Linked DNA regions of Pan troglodytes: region 1 is linked to region 2. A link is a contact called in public HiChIP or PLAC-seq data. All regions are on one chromosome and are shown on one strand. The core of a region is the stretch at or near the end of the contact, and the rest is flanking DNA. Distances in the headings are between cores, read along the strand shown. Region 1 holds the start of TM9SF4 (transmembrane 9 superfamily member 4). Region 2 holds the start of FOXS1 (forkhead box S1).

Evidence for each region. HiChIP or PLAC-seq counts read pairs in DNA pulled down with a chosen protein or histone mark.
Region 1: a contact with region 2 is called in an H3K4me3 HiChIP or PLAC-seq map of stem cell-derived excitatory neurons, with 2.7 times the contacts expected there. The contact joins the promoter of TM9SF4 here to the promoter of FOXS1 in region 2. A contact is called at or near these places in 1 of 7 Hi-C or Micro-C datasets (stem cell-derived neural progenitor cells), 1 of 1 datasets of contacts at active chromatin or transcription factors (stem cell-derived excitatory neurons) and 1 of 1 other capture datasets (stem cell-derived neural stem cells).

The regions. Positions count from the first base shown.
Region 1 is chr21:38,323,225-38,330,470 of NHGRI_mPanTro3-v2.0_pri, forward strand. TM9SF4 (transmembrane 9 superfamily member 4) reads left to right here and starts at 5,981. Exons shown (of 18, transcript NM_001280363.1): 1 at 5,981-6,006.
Region 2 is chr21:38,062,781-38,069,781 of NHGRI_mPanTro3-v2.0_pri, forward strand. FOXS1 (forkhead box S1) reads right to left here and starts at 2,158. Exons shown (of 1, transcript XM_001154081.7): 1 at 833-2,158. The coding sequence starts at 2,074. The coding sequence ends at 1,082.

The DNA of each region.
Region 1 (7,246 bases), core at 4,731-7,230, 260 kb after region 2:
GGTCTTCTGATGGAAATGTTCCCTTATGATTTGTGATAATAATCCAATGGGAGGAGTACATTTCCCTGCTCCATCAGTGTTGAGCTTGACTGTGAGACTTGCTTTAGCCAATGGGATGTTAGCAGATGTGATGCAAGCAGAGGCTTGAAACGTGCTTGTGGGGCTGGGCTTGCCTTCCAGTCTTTTGCCCTGAAAAGAACATGGTCCGAGGAAGATGAGTGACAGATGGAGCAGACCTAGACCAACCTGCAGGCCTGAGCCCAGCCTAGATCAACTGAGCTCCATCTGACCTGTGGACATGTGAGAGAGAAATAGATGCTTTTGTGTTCTGGGGTTGTTTTGTTACATAAAAGTATGACAGCCACAGCAACTGAGGCACGATCTCAGGAGTTGGAGCCTATTGCTTATGAACAAGGTTAAGAGATCAATTTCTGCTTCTTACTCTTTCAATTTATACCGCCCAAACCAACACTGATTTGTCTCTCTGGTCACCGAAAAGACAGGTAAAAACATGGGGATAGATACAACACCAAAAGCATGATCCACAAAAGAAAAAAAAGATAAACTGTACCTCTTTAAAATTAAAAACTCTGCTCTGCCAAAGACACTATTAAGAAAATAGAAACATGGCCAAGCGTGGTGGCTCACACCTGCAATCCCAGAACTTTGGGAGGTCGAGGTGGGTGAATCACCAGAGGTCAGGAATTCGAGACCAGCCTGGCCAACATGGTAAAACCCTGTCTCAACTAAAAATACAAAAATTAGCCAGGCGTGGTGGCGGGCGCCTGTAATCCCAGCTACTCGGGAGGCTGAGGCAGGAGAATTGCTTGAACCCAGGAGGCGGAGGTTGCAATGAGCCAAGATCACACCATTGCACTCCAGTCTGGGTGACAAGAGCAAACCTCTGTCTTAAAAAAAAAGAAAAAAGAAAAAGAAAAAAGAAAAGAAAAGAAAAGAAAAATGTGATTCCCAAGCTTGTAGAAAATATTTGCAAAAGATATCTCTGATGAAGGACTGGTATCTGCAATATATAAAGAACTCTTAAAACCCAACAATTAAAAAAAACCATATCTGCTAAAATAGCTGAGATTCAAAACGCTGATGACACCAGATGCTGAGGAGGATGTGGAGCAACAGGAACTCTCATTCATTGCTGGTGGGAATGCACAATGGTACAGCCACTTTGGAAGGTATCTGGCAGTTTATTACCAAACTAAGCATAACCTACTACACAATCCAGCAACTGTGCTCCCATGAGAGTTGAAAACTTACGTCTACACACACTCACAAAAATGGCACATGGATATTTACAGCAGCTTTATTCATAAATGCCAAAACTTGGAAACAATTAAGATGTCCTTCAATAGGTGAATGGATAAACAACTTGTGGTATATTCACATAATGGGATATTATTCAGCACTAAGAAAAAAGAGTTGACCAGGTGCAGGTGCAGTGGCTCACACCTATAATCCCAGCACTTTGGGAGGCTAAGGTGGGAGGATTGTTTGAGCCCAGAAGTTTGAGACCAGCTTGGGCAACAAGTGGGACCGCCCCCCCACCATATCTACAAAGAGTTAAACATTTAGCTGGTTGTGGTGGCATGCAACTGTGGTCCCAGCTACACAGGAGGCTGAGGCAGGAGGAACACTTGAGCCCAGGAGATTGAGGTTGCAGTGAGCCGTGATTGTACCACTGCACTCCAGCCTGGGCAAGAGAGTGAGACCCTGTCTCAAAAAATAAATAAATAATATTGGCCAGGCACGGTGGTTCACGTCTGTAATCCCAACACTCTGGGAGACCAAGGCAGGTGGATCACTTGAGCCCAAGAGTTTGAGACCAGCCTGGGCAAGATGGTGAAACCCCGTCTCTACAAAAAATACAAAAATTGGCCGGGCATGGTGGCAGGTGCCTGCAGTCCTAGCTACTCAGGAGGCTGAGGTAGGAGACCTACCCAGGAGGTCTAGGCTGCAGTGAGCCGTGATTGTGCCGCTGTACTCCAGCCTGGGTGATAGAATGAGACCCTGTCTCAAAATAAATAAATAGCGGGGCACAGTGGCTCACGCTTATAATCCCAGCACTTTTGGAGGCTGAGATGGGTGGCTCACTTGAGGCCAGGAGTTTGATAACAGCCTGGCCATCATGGCGAAACCCTGTCTCTACTAAAAATACAAAAAGATTAGCTGGGCTTGGTGGCAAACACCTGTAGTCCCAGCTACTGGGGAGGCTGAGGCAAAAGAATCACTTGAACCTGGGAGGCAGAGGTTGCAGTGAGCTGAGATTGCACCACTGCGCTCCAGCCTGGGCGACAGAGTGAAACTCTGTCTCAAAAAGAAAATTCAAAAATAAATAAATAGGCCGGGAGTGGTGGCTCACGCCCGTAATCCCAGCACTTCGGGAAGCCGAAGCGGGTGGATCACCTGAGGTCAACAGTTGCAGACCAGCCTGGCCAACATGGTGAAACCCCGTCTCTACTAAAAACACAAAAATTAGCCTGGCTTGGTGGCAGGCACCTGTAATCCCAGCTACTCAGGAGACTGAGACAGGAGAATCGCTTGAACCTGGAAGGCGGAGGTTGCTGTGAGCCAAGATCATGCCACTGCACTCCAGCCTGGACAACAAAAAGCAAAACTCCATCTCAAATAAATAATAAATAGATAAATAAACCTTTTAAAAAGTTATATATGATATTATATATATTTTATATTTATAAATATATAGTTATATACTTATATTAAACATAGATTATAGTTTACAGCTGCTGTGTTTCTATATCTTGGCTATTATGAATAGTGCTGCAATAAATACGGGGGTGCAGACATTGATTTCATTTCCTTTTGGATATATACTCAGAAGTGGGATTGCTGCATTATATGGTAGTTCCATTTTTAATTTTAATTTTGATGAACATTCATACTGTTTTCCATAGTGACCGTACCAATTTATGCAAGAGTTCCCTTTTCTCCACATCCTTGCCAATACTTATTATGTGTCGTTTTGATAATAATGGTTCTAAGAGGTGTGAAATGATTGCTCATTGTGGTTTCGATTTACATTTCCCTGATGATTAAGGATGTTGAGCACCTTTCCATTTACCTGCTGGCCATTTGTCTGTCTCCTGAGAAATGTCTGCTTAGATCTCTTGCCCATTTTTAAACCAGGTTATTTGGGATTTTTTGCTATTGAGTTGTTTAAGCTCCTTATATATTTTGGATATTAACCCCTTATCAGATCGTTTTTGATTGGTAAATATTTTCCTCAGCTCTGGCGGTCGCCTTTTTACTTTGTTGTTTCTTTTGCTGTGCAGAGCTTTTTAGTTTGATACAATCCCACCTGTCTATTTTTGCTTTCGTTTCCTGTGCTTTTGGTGTCATATCCAAAAAATCATTGCCCAAGCCAATGTCAAGTTTTCCCTATGTCTTCATCTAGTAGCGTTACAGTTTCTGGCCCTATAAGTCTTTAATCCATTTTGAATTGATTTTGTATATAGTGTGAGATAAAGGTCCAATTTCATTCTTTTGCATGTGGATATTCATTTTTAGGGATGACGAAAATGTTCTGGAGACGGATGACGGTAATGATTGACAACTTTGTGAATGTAGTTGATGTCACTGATTTGTGCACTTAAAAATGATTAAAATAGTCAATATTTAGTTATGCATATTTTACAACAATGAAAAATATTTAGGCCGGGTCTAGTGGCTCACACCTGTAATCCCAGCCCTTTGGGAGGCCAAGGCAGGCAGATCACTCGAGGTCAGGCGTTCTAGACCAACCTGGCCAACATGGCGAAACCCCATCCCTACTAAAAATACAAAAACTCAGCCGGGCTTGGTGGCATGCACCTGTAATCCCAGCTACTCAGGAGGCTGAGGCAAGATAATTGTTCGAATCCGGGAGTCAGAGGTTACAGTGAGCTGAGATTGCGCCACTGCACTCCAGCCTCGGCAACAGAGTGAGACTCCATCTCAAAAAAAATTTTTTTTCAGAAAAAAAAGAGAAACTTGCCCATGTTATGGAGCTAATGAGTGGTGGAGATGCGTTCTGAACCCAGGCAGTCTAGTTCTAGGATTCTGGCATATGTCACCAAAAGAGATTGGGATATGAAAGGCCTTTAGGGAAAAATACAAAGCATGAGAAAAAAAATGGAAATACTAAAAAATAATAGGCCATTTATGGAGCTTTGCTCCTTATCAGTTATCTTTCTTCAGGCAGCTAGAAATGGTGGGAAACACTCAGGATCGAAGCTCTAGGAAAACTGGTTCTAAGTCTGGAACCTATGAGACTGCAGCAAATTCCCCCTAGTCTCTCAAGCTTCCTCCTCCTTGGGGTTAATAGCCAATCTGCCAATCTTCAGGATGGTTGTGCATGTCACAAGAGTTAATGGGTGTGTGTTTCAATGATCTATTACTGAAATGATCTATAATAAACCACCCCACTCTAAAGCTGGGCTTAGCTGGGCAGTTCTTTTGGTCCACATGGTGTTCATGAGGTTATTCATGTAGCTGCATTCAGCTAGTAGCTCAGTGGGGGTTGGAATGTCCAAGATGACTTCAATTACATATTATAGTGCTTAGCTGTAGTTTCTAGAATGTCTTGAGGAGTTGGCTGAGCCTCCCTCTCTCTCCAGGTGCCTTTCCAGCAGAGTAGCTACACTTCTTTATAACCAAGAAGGTAGAATCAGACGTTTTCAATCCTCTTAAGGCCTAGGCTCAGTACTGGCAGAATCACTTGTAGCACATCCTATTGGTCAAAGCAACCAACATGACCAGCCAGATTCAACAGGAGGTAAAACAGAGTCTATCTCTTGAGGAGAGAAACCGTATGCTCATCATGCAAGGACGGACAGAACTACGTGGCAGCCATCTTTGCAGAAAATCCACCACAGTGGTGCCCATAGGTGGGGATCAGAGTTCAACTGTCCCTTGCCCCCTAGAATTAGATAAAAAGAGTCTAATGAACTGTTAGCATAATGCTAAGTGCTGCAGCACACAAAATGCTCAGCAAGTGCTGATGATTATTATTAATCATTATTATTCTTTTGATAGCTTTTTAAAACCAGTCTAAGATAGCACTGGTACTGTATTCAGTTTAAAGTGATATACATGGGTCAAATGAACTTTGAGTTCTTTCCCAACCTTAATACCATGATTCTTTGAGTCTCTTTTTCACAGATTTGGAAACTGAGGCTTAGGAAGATTGCGTGACTTGTCTGGAGTCACACACTAAGCTAGTGCATGACGTCCACATTCAGAGATATCTCCCTCCACTGAATATGCTGGTTTTCACTCGTTCATTTGAAAAATAATGTATTGGGCATCTACCACAAGCCCAAAGGAGTATACATAAACATATACTGACAATTATTTATTGAATACATCCTATGTAATATTGTGTCACTGAATCCTCATCACAAGCCTATGATGAACCCCATTCCCATTTCACAGATGGGAATGAGGAAGAGCAAGGTAAAAAACGAACAAACAAAAAAACAAAAAAACAGGGTTCACCCTCATGGGGATTACAGTCTACTAAAGAGGATATAGGATAGTCAAACAAATACTTAAATATATAATTACAAATTATTCTTGGAGTCGTACTGCTCTTGGAGCCCGAGTGCCCACCCTTTCCCTCAAATCAAGGTCTCAGGTAACCCTGGCAATGGGTCTTCCTGCCAGTAGTAAAGATGGCGCTGAGAGCACGAGCGCACTTTCACACACCCCCATTACCCACAATGCAGCGGGAATAAGGGAGGCTCAGTTTCTGCCAGGAGCTAATATGGCTTCCTTAGTTACACCGTTCTCTCTCTTCACCTAATCAGCGACCTTACTTTCCCAGACCAGACTGTCGATCAGGAGCTAAGACTCCTTTTCCCCTCTGCTGACCGCCACTACAGGAGCGGTTGAAGCCAGACGACCACCTTGTGGAGTTAAACTCCGTAACCAGGGAGCACCACTTCCGCTGACGTCATTACGGCGACACGTGGATCCAAGATGGCGACGGCGATGGTGAGTGAAGGAGACTCCGGGAGCGGGAGCTGGAGCGGGGCCCTCCGGGGTATCCCAGGATCTTCCAGCACCCCATGCCTGGCCCTGAGCCACCTCCGGGACCCCTGACTCAGGCCTGAGGGCTACCTCTGACTGGGCTTGTCTTCCCCGAAATCCACCTCCCCGGCCCTGCCCCTGCACTCAGGCTTGTCAAGGCCCCGAGTTTTGGGGGAGGCGCCGTTTCGGAGGGAGACCTCGGCTGCTGCCTTCGCCGGTTCCCATTCTACTTTTGGTCTCCGCCCACTGTGAGCCCCGTTTTCCATTTCTCACCTCCCAGTCCTGACCCCTCTGAAGACCCCCTCCCGTTATTCTCATCCTTGCTCCTCCCCGTCACGTCCAGACCCTGCTCTCCCCGCCTCCCCACCATCATAACCAGTCCGCAGATGTGACCTCTCCTCTGACCACCCTCCCAGCCCCAGCGCTGCCTCAGATCCTTTTCAGAGCCCTGTCCTCACTTACACTCATAGCTGTCCCCATCGCGCACCCCCTTGACTGCCGCTACCCCAGAGCTTGCCTTCACCTACCCCACCCCCATCTTTCATCCCTAGAGGCTTCCCTGCCCTTCCTGTCTTCTCTCAGTCAACTCCCTGCCCCTCTCTTAGGGACCTTTTACCCTGTTGGTTCTCAAACTTTACTGTGCATAAGAATCTCGAGGTGTGTAGGGGGAGGCAGGCTAAAAATGCAGTTTCCTGAGCAGCCCCACTCCCAGAGATTCTAATTCCACAGGGCTAGGTGATGCCCAGGAATCTGCCCTTTTATAAGCACTCTAGTGATTATATAGTGGAGTGGTCTGTGAACTACGTTTTGAAAAACACTAAAAGCCCCACCTCACTGCTCTCCTTCCCATTCCCCAACATGGCCACACAGCTCGTTAGGGATGAAGGCTCTTTATTATGAAGCTATATGTTGGGATGAAGTCTGTGTGTGGATGAGGGTGGAGGTAAAATAGCCATGCTTGGAAGTTGGGTCAGAGCTTGCGGGCTCCTGGTGCAGAACCTTGGAAGTAAATCTTTGAAGGACTGGCCCTTTTTCCAAAAGTTTAGTTCAAATTCTGCTTGTCAAGAGACCAGAACTAAAATTGAAGTCACTTAGTCCAGAATGATTTCCTGGGTCTTCCTGCATACTGCCTCCTCAGCAGATAATTTCGTCCTGGGAGTGAATGACAAGGAAGACTCAGAGAAAAGGAAATGACATTTGACTT
Region 2 (7,001 bases), core at 908-3,407:
GAAGGTGAAAGGTCAGGGCTCAGTCACTTCTGAATGGTACCTAGGACAGTCACAGCCCATGCTGCTGGCCCCAAGAAATGCCGTCTTAAAGAGTCACCAGAGGACCTCAGGGAGCTGGGGGCTCAGGGAAGCTCCCACATTAATGTGGGAAGTCCAAACAGGGGGTAGGTGCTGCCTTTTGAACCCTAGGTGCCCTGTCTGCACAATGGGTAAAGGGTGCCTTTCTAGCCCTGGCCTTCCAGGATTGCAGCAAAGCCCTCCCACCTCTGGGGGCCACCACCAGCTCTGCCCTGACCCTCTTCTCCACCCTTATGTCCTCACTCAAGCTGCAGGTCAGAGGCTGGAGGGTAGAGCCACACAGATGTGGTTTTGATTTACCCTCTGCCACCCATTTGCCATCTGGAGTTGGAGCTGGCGAGCCTGTTTCCGCCACTGTAAACGGGGCCAACCTTCCAAATCACACAGGTGAGATGATACATACAAGCCTGGGACAGGATCAGTGTCACAAATTGTCAGGGTTATGATGACTGCACCTATGGGGGCTAAGTCCCAGCATCTGAGACTGGAGAATCAGTCCCTCAGGCCAGCCCATTCTTGCCCCTGCCCAGTCTCTCCCTTGCCTGTATCCTCCTCTCCCTGCTCCCCATTCCCTACCTCCCCTTCCTCTCCCTTTCTAGGAAACTCCCTGAGAAAGTCCCCAGCAGGAGAAAACCTCATGTGAGATATTCCCACCAAGGGTCTCTGTCCCCGCTGCACAACCCCACAGCCACAGCCACCCCCACATACAAGCAGGCACCCTGGCCCTCAGCCCCCAGCCATCAGGCAAGCTGACCCTCATCATCACATGGCTTTATTGGCCCTGAGAGCCACAGAGTAAATCCCAAGAGGCCCTGCTTCCCCTCACCCCCAAGTTTGTCCAGAGGCCCCAGGGGCCTGGCTGAGCACCGCTTCAATCCTGGCTTTCTGTGTGGTTGTCCTTGGCTCACCAGGGCTGGGTCCTTCGAGAGTTCTTCAGGTCCTAGAGCCAGGCTCAGCCCGGAGGGCGAGGGACCTGCAGGGACTGCCCGAGGTGAGGCTGCCTTTACTCAAAGAAGAACATTCCTGGCGTCCGGTATAGGCAGGGGGTCAGCCCCAATGGGTAGCCGGAGCCTCCCTGGACAGGGAAGCCACCTGCAACCCAGGGTTCCTTGTGGTCAGTTGGCAGGGGCAGTGGGGCCCGGAGTGAGCCTGGAGGGGTGGGTGGTGCAGGGGAGGGGGCTGCTGAGGCCAAGAGGTGCTCAAGGCCTGGGTCAGCCCCCATGCAAAAATTCAGTGCCTGCAGCCGACACTGGTAGCTGCTCCCGATGCCTGATTCCGGGGACAAGACGGGCGTAGGGGCCTTATTAAAACTCTCAGCCTCTGAGAAGCCGGCAGGAAAGCCAAACGCTGGGCATGAGGAAGATGAGGTGGCCACGGGGAGCTCCCCTGGGCATGCAGGCTTGGGCGTGGAAATCTCTTTGGGCTCCGTGGGTGGCCGAGGCCTGCCATCAGTGGTTGCTGGGCACATACTGGCTGGCATGGCCCCTACTAGACCCCCAAAGCTTAGGCCCTTGGGATCTGGCAGCTCTGGTGGGAATGAGCACTGCCTGCCGGTCGTGGCGTTGGGGACTCCTGGGTCCTGGCTGGTCGCCCTGAGGGGTCCACGGCGTGCCTTGGCGGGGCCCCGGGTGCCCTCAGCACCTGTCCGCCGGGTGAAGCGGCGGCGGCGGCGTAGGAAGCTGCCGTGCTCAAACATGTCGTGGCAGTCAGGGTCCAGCGTCCAGTAGCTGCCCTTGCCTGGCTTGCGGTCATCGCGGGGCACCTTGACAAAGCACTCGTTGAGTGACAGGTTGTGGCGGATGCTGTTCTGCCAGCCGGGCCGGTTGTGGCGGTAGAAGGCGAATCGGCCCATGATGTAGCGGTAGATGCCACTGAGGGTGGCCCGCTGCCCCGGTGAGCTCTGGATGGCCATAGCAATAAGGGCGATGTAGCTGTAGGGAGGCTTGGTTGGCTCAGTTGTGGGGGCGCCGGGCCCGGGCAGAGGCTGCTGCTGCATGCTGGCCGGGCTGCCAGGCTGCCGGGACCTGCTGGGTCAGGCTCAGCGTCCAGGGCTGGCTTCCGGAATAGCCTGCCCAGGCTGGTTAAAAGGTCCACTGGCCCAGCCTCCCAGCCTGGAAAGGCAAAAAGGGGTGGGTCTGGTGAGCCATCCTCCCCTCCTCCCTCACCCCACTCCCACAAGGCCCAAAAGAGGCGGGCAGCAGAGGCCAGTAGTGGGAAGCCGAGCAGCTGCCAGGGATGAGGAGTTGGGAAGGAAGGGACTGAGACCCTCAGCCCACGTGTGCTGGGTGGTGGTGGCTGGGGAGGGACAGGATGTGAAACTGAGCGGGACAGAGACAAAAACAAAATGAGACAGAGGCAGAAACATATGAAACAGAGACAGGGAAAAAAGAGACAGAGACAGAGGTAGAGACATCACAAGAGGGAGAAAGAGGGAGAGACAAAGATAAGACAGAGGCAGACACAACAGACAGAGACACCCAGAGCCTCTCAGACACTCACAGAGAGACACACAGACATACACGTACAGACACACAGAGACACACAGACATACACGTACAGACACACACACACACACAGACACACACAGACATAAGCACACACACAGATATACACAGAGACAGACACACACAGACACATAGGCATACACACAGACACACACACAAGCACATAGACACACAGAGACATACACACACAGAAACACAGAGACAGACACAGAGACACACACACACACAGACACACATGTAGTATACGGAGAAAGTGAGAATCACTGAGCAGGCAGAAACAAGGACATCCACAAAGCCAGAGAGAAAGGAGATACTGAGAGACACAGGTGCAAACACAAGGAGTGAAAGGAATGAATAGAGAGAGAGAGAGAGGAGAGAGAGGCAGGGCCTGAGCCCAGTCCCCTAGAGTGAGAGAAGCCCCAGGGGCTTCTCTAATCCCTACCTCTACTCCTGCTTTTCCCTCTTCTCCTCCCAGGCCTGTGGTCTACTGCCTACTCCTGCGGTGCAGAGGCCTTGGGGCCACACCACTCCTACCCCATCCTCCTAGCTCTGGGGTGTCTGCAGGGAGGGGCACCTAGGATGGTAAGGAGAGCCCATGAAATTCAGTTCTGCTGAGTCTCTGTCGCCCCCTAGTGACTGGTGTGGGAAGGACAGCTATCTGGGGAGAGACATTCTCCCTCCCAAGAGGCACCTCAAGACCTTGGCTGAGCCTCAGTTTCCCCATCTCTAACATGGAGCTGGTGACTACTCAGCTGTCCAGGCCATGGTGGGGAGGCAACAGGTTCCCCTTACACAGAATGCAGCACCCTCATCAAGAGCCTAGTATGGAGTAGGGATATGAACATGGCTGCGGATTGTCACTCTGAACTGAGGCTACCCCAGCTGCAGCCTGGGGTCGGGAGGTCCAGACAGTCAGGCCCAGAACAGTCAGGCCTTCTGGAGGAGGGGACGGCATCCTCTCTGCTCTCCCACTCCCAAGTCACTGCTCACCCACTCTGTACCAGGCCAGCTCACCTCCCCAACCCTACACTTACTTCTTCAACCAACCCTGCTCTGGAGGGCTTCATTGCTTCTTTTGAATAGATGAGGGCTCTGAGGCTCAGAGAAGGTAAGTAAATTCCCTGATGTCCCACATCTAGTGAGTGACAAAGCTGGATATGAGCCTAGGATTCTGTAATTCCTAAATACTGCCTCTTCAGTGAGGGGCAGGGGTAGCAGAGAGTCGCTGGGTCCCCACTAGAAAACAGAATGTGAACTCCAAGAGAGTAAAGAGCATGCTGTTTTGCTGTACCCCCAGAGTCACACACTGGACACTGGAACAGAGGCCTGGAACAGAGTAGGTGTTCAAGAAATGTCTGCTAAATGACTAAACAAACAGCAATTGATTGATTTCTGTCCTTTATCGAATCACAGTTTTCCCCCCATGAAGGTGGCTTATTAATGTATCATTAAAAGAGACTTACAATATTGGCATCTGTAAGAGGATTCCTATAAATAAAATCAGAACTCAGAAAAGAATAAAAGGCCTGATATGTGGGGTGGAAAACAGCTACTTTATTCCCATGGCAGGGTAACCAACTTTCTGGTTGTAGTCCCCCTTTCCAGTTCCCAGATTCCCTACAACGTACAGCTTGCAAAGACCAGTGGGGCTTGGAGAAGGGCTGGTCTTCCACGTTGACCTCTGCCTTAGGGCTGCATTTGGAGGTCTGCCTCAGTTTCTTCAAAGACAGCATCCTACAGGTGTTGGTACTTCAGTGGTTAGCATCCAAAGCCCAGGGTTCGGCCAAGTTCCCTGTTTTGGGATCCTTCCCAGCCCCCAGAATAAAGAAGAGAGACTAGCTGCAGGGAGGAGGAAGGGTCTGTAAATTCAAGGCCCCTGAGAGGCTAGGCAGTTTTGTTATGGCTTGATCCCACACTAAACAACCCTGATGATCTAATTATTGGTAAAAACTTTAAGCAAACATTTTAATGGACTTAACAGCAGGTTAAGGCTGGCTCTGAGGAAAGCGCTATTGACAAATTGGGCTGTCAGCAAGAGATGAAGTCTTGCTTCTGCTCCAGTTGCTGCCTTTCTGGGGCCTCAAGATCAAGTTCAGTTTCCTGCCGAAGCCCCATGCCCAGCTGGGGGGCGGTGTGGCCTACTCTTGAGTTCCGGGGCCCCGTGACAGAGGAGTGGAAGGCCGCGATCCACCTCTGCCATCCAGCAGACCTGGGTGATGTGCCGGGGGAGGCCCCAAGTCCATGGGCTTAGTGTGGGCAGGGTTGGGTGGGAGTAGGGAGCCCCCCTGTTGGGGGCTGCCTTCAGCGGGTACAAGAAGAGGAAGCGGCTCGCTTAGGATGGAGGCAGCTGCGTTGAAGGTGAGTGATGCCATCGGGGTTGCCAGGGGTTGAGGACCCATCTGGGCGCTCGGTTGAGGCACTTAGAGTGCAGGACGAGCTCCCAGGCCGAAGCTGCACCTGCACCTGCGGGGGCGGGTGGGGCGATGAGCAGACCCTCTCCATTTCCCGCCTCGGATGTTCCCATGGGAAGTCACAGCCCTAGTTACAGCCCCATCCCTACCCCCATTTTCCAGGTAGGGTCCTACAGACCCGAGGGTGCTAGAAGTGTCAGAGGCAGAGCTGGGACTGGAGGGAGTGTGGGAAGGGCTGTCTGGAGGGGACTGGAGGGCGTGCTTCTTGGCTGGAGTGGAAGGAGTGACTCACGTCCGCCATGATGAGCTGCTCCTTGGGGTGCTCTGTGGGGCCCGGGTCCTCCTCACCAAAGCACAGACGGATCTGGTACTTTGGGTCCGGTGACCATCCTGCATGTGGGCACACAATTATACGACACTGAGACTATAGGGACTGGGCAAGAATTAGGCAACCCACTGGTGCCCATCTTGTGCTCATTTCCCATGCCCAAGTCCTGTAAGCCCACATCCCATTATGTGCCTGTGCCCTAGGCCCACTTCCACGTTCCTATGCCTGTCCCATGTCCCACATCTGTGCCCACTTCCAGGTCTTATGTCTCTTCCTTGGCCCCTATGCCCACCCCATGCCTTTATGCCCAACCCATGCCCACTGCCACTCACCTATACCTATCTCGTGCTTGGTGCACCTCACATCCACCTTATGCCCTAAGCCAACACATGTACCGAAGCCCTATTCTTATGCTGCACACCCAACGCCTCAAGCCTTCTCCGTGCGTGCCAGCACCCCATATACTCCTGTATCCGTATATGTGCCCCCAGCCCTCCTGGTGCCTGTATTCTTTCCCATCCCTGGTGCTTTTGTGCCATATTCTTTGTGTCAATGTCCACCTCATGCCCAGCACCCTTAGGCCCATCCCCCTGGGCCTGCATTTAATGTGCCCACTCTCCTCTGTTCATGTTCCTTTGCCCACCGCGTCCTTATGCCCCCGTTCCCACGCCACTCTGTTCCACTCCCCCAGCGGTCCTACCGCCTGGAGGAAGCCGCGTGTGTTCAGCAGGTGGCAGGTGCGCCCGCGTTCCACCTTGTTGGGCTGCGCCAGTACAGGCCCTGGCACAGGCGCTTGGTGAACACGCCCTCCGGAGCCACCCAGAGCTGCACACCGCGCTCCAGGTGAGGCAGCAGGCCCTGCAACACGTGGGCGCTGGGCAGTGGGTCGGGGAAGCGAACCTGCTGCAACGTGAGGTGGCGGCCCCAGCAGGCGCTCGGCGGCCGCCCGCGGACTCAGACGACAGCGCTGGGCTGTGCGCCCGGTGGCTTCGCGCACCAGCGCTGCGGAGAGAAGAGCCACACGTGCAGCCAGCAGGCTGTGGGGCGAGAGAGAGGGTGCACGGGCTGGGCGTGGGCGGCGCTAGATCCCCTCGCCTTCTTACCCTCCCCTCCAAACTCTGCCGGACCCAGAGGTCGTCCCAGCCTCTACCTCGGAAATTTTGGGTGCTCTCTCCCTATCAGTGATGATAAGAATTCTAGTAATAATAGTAGTAAATAATAGCTTCCAGTATAAACGAACTGATAGTCGAGCTCTGCGGTTAAAAGCTGGGGCCATCTCTACAGTGAGGGCATGACCCTCCCAGCAAATCTTCTGGGATTCTAGGAGCTTCCTCCCAGCAAAGATTTTGATGCAGGTAGAAATAACCATAACAGCGACAATAACAACAACCTAGCAGCGTCTCATGAGAAACCAGCAATCCTGCTCAGTGGTTAGGGTTGTGGGCTCTGCAGCCAGGCCCTCGGATTCTAGTCTATCACTGCCACTTAGGAGCTTTCCCAGGGTTACCAGCTGTGTGACCTCAGGCAAGGTTCTTAACCTCTGTGTCCTGGTTTGGGCATATGTAAAATGGGAATAATAGCAGCATCTGGGGGCTGTGGGGAGCTTGGAAGGGTGCCTGGCATAAACTAAGCCCTCAGGAAATGTTGACTGTTGTGGCTATTATTGGGAGCCTGGGCTGG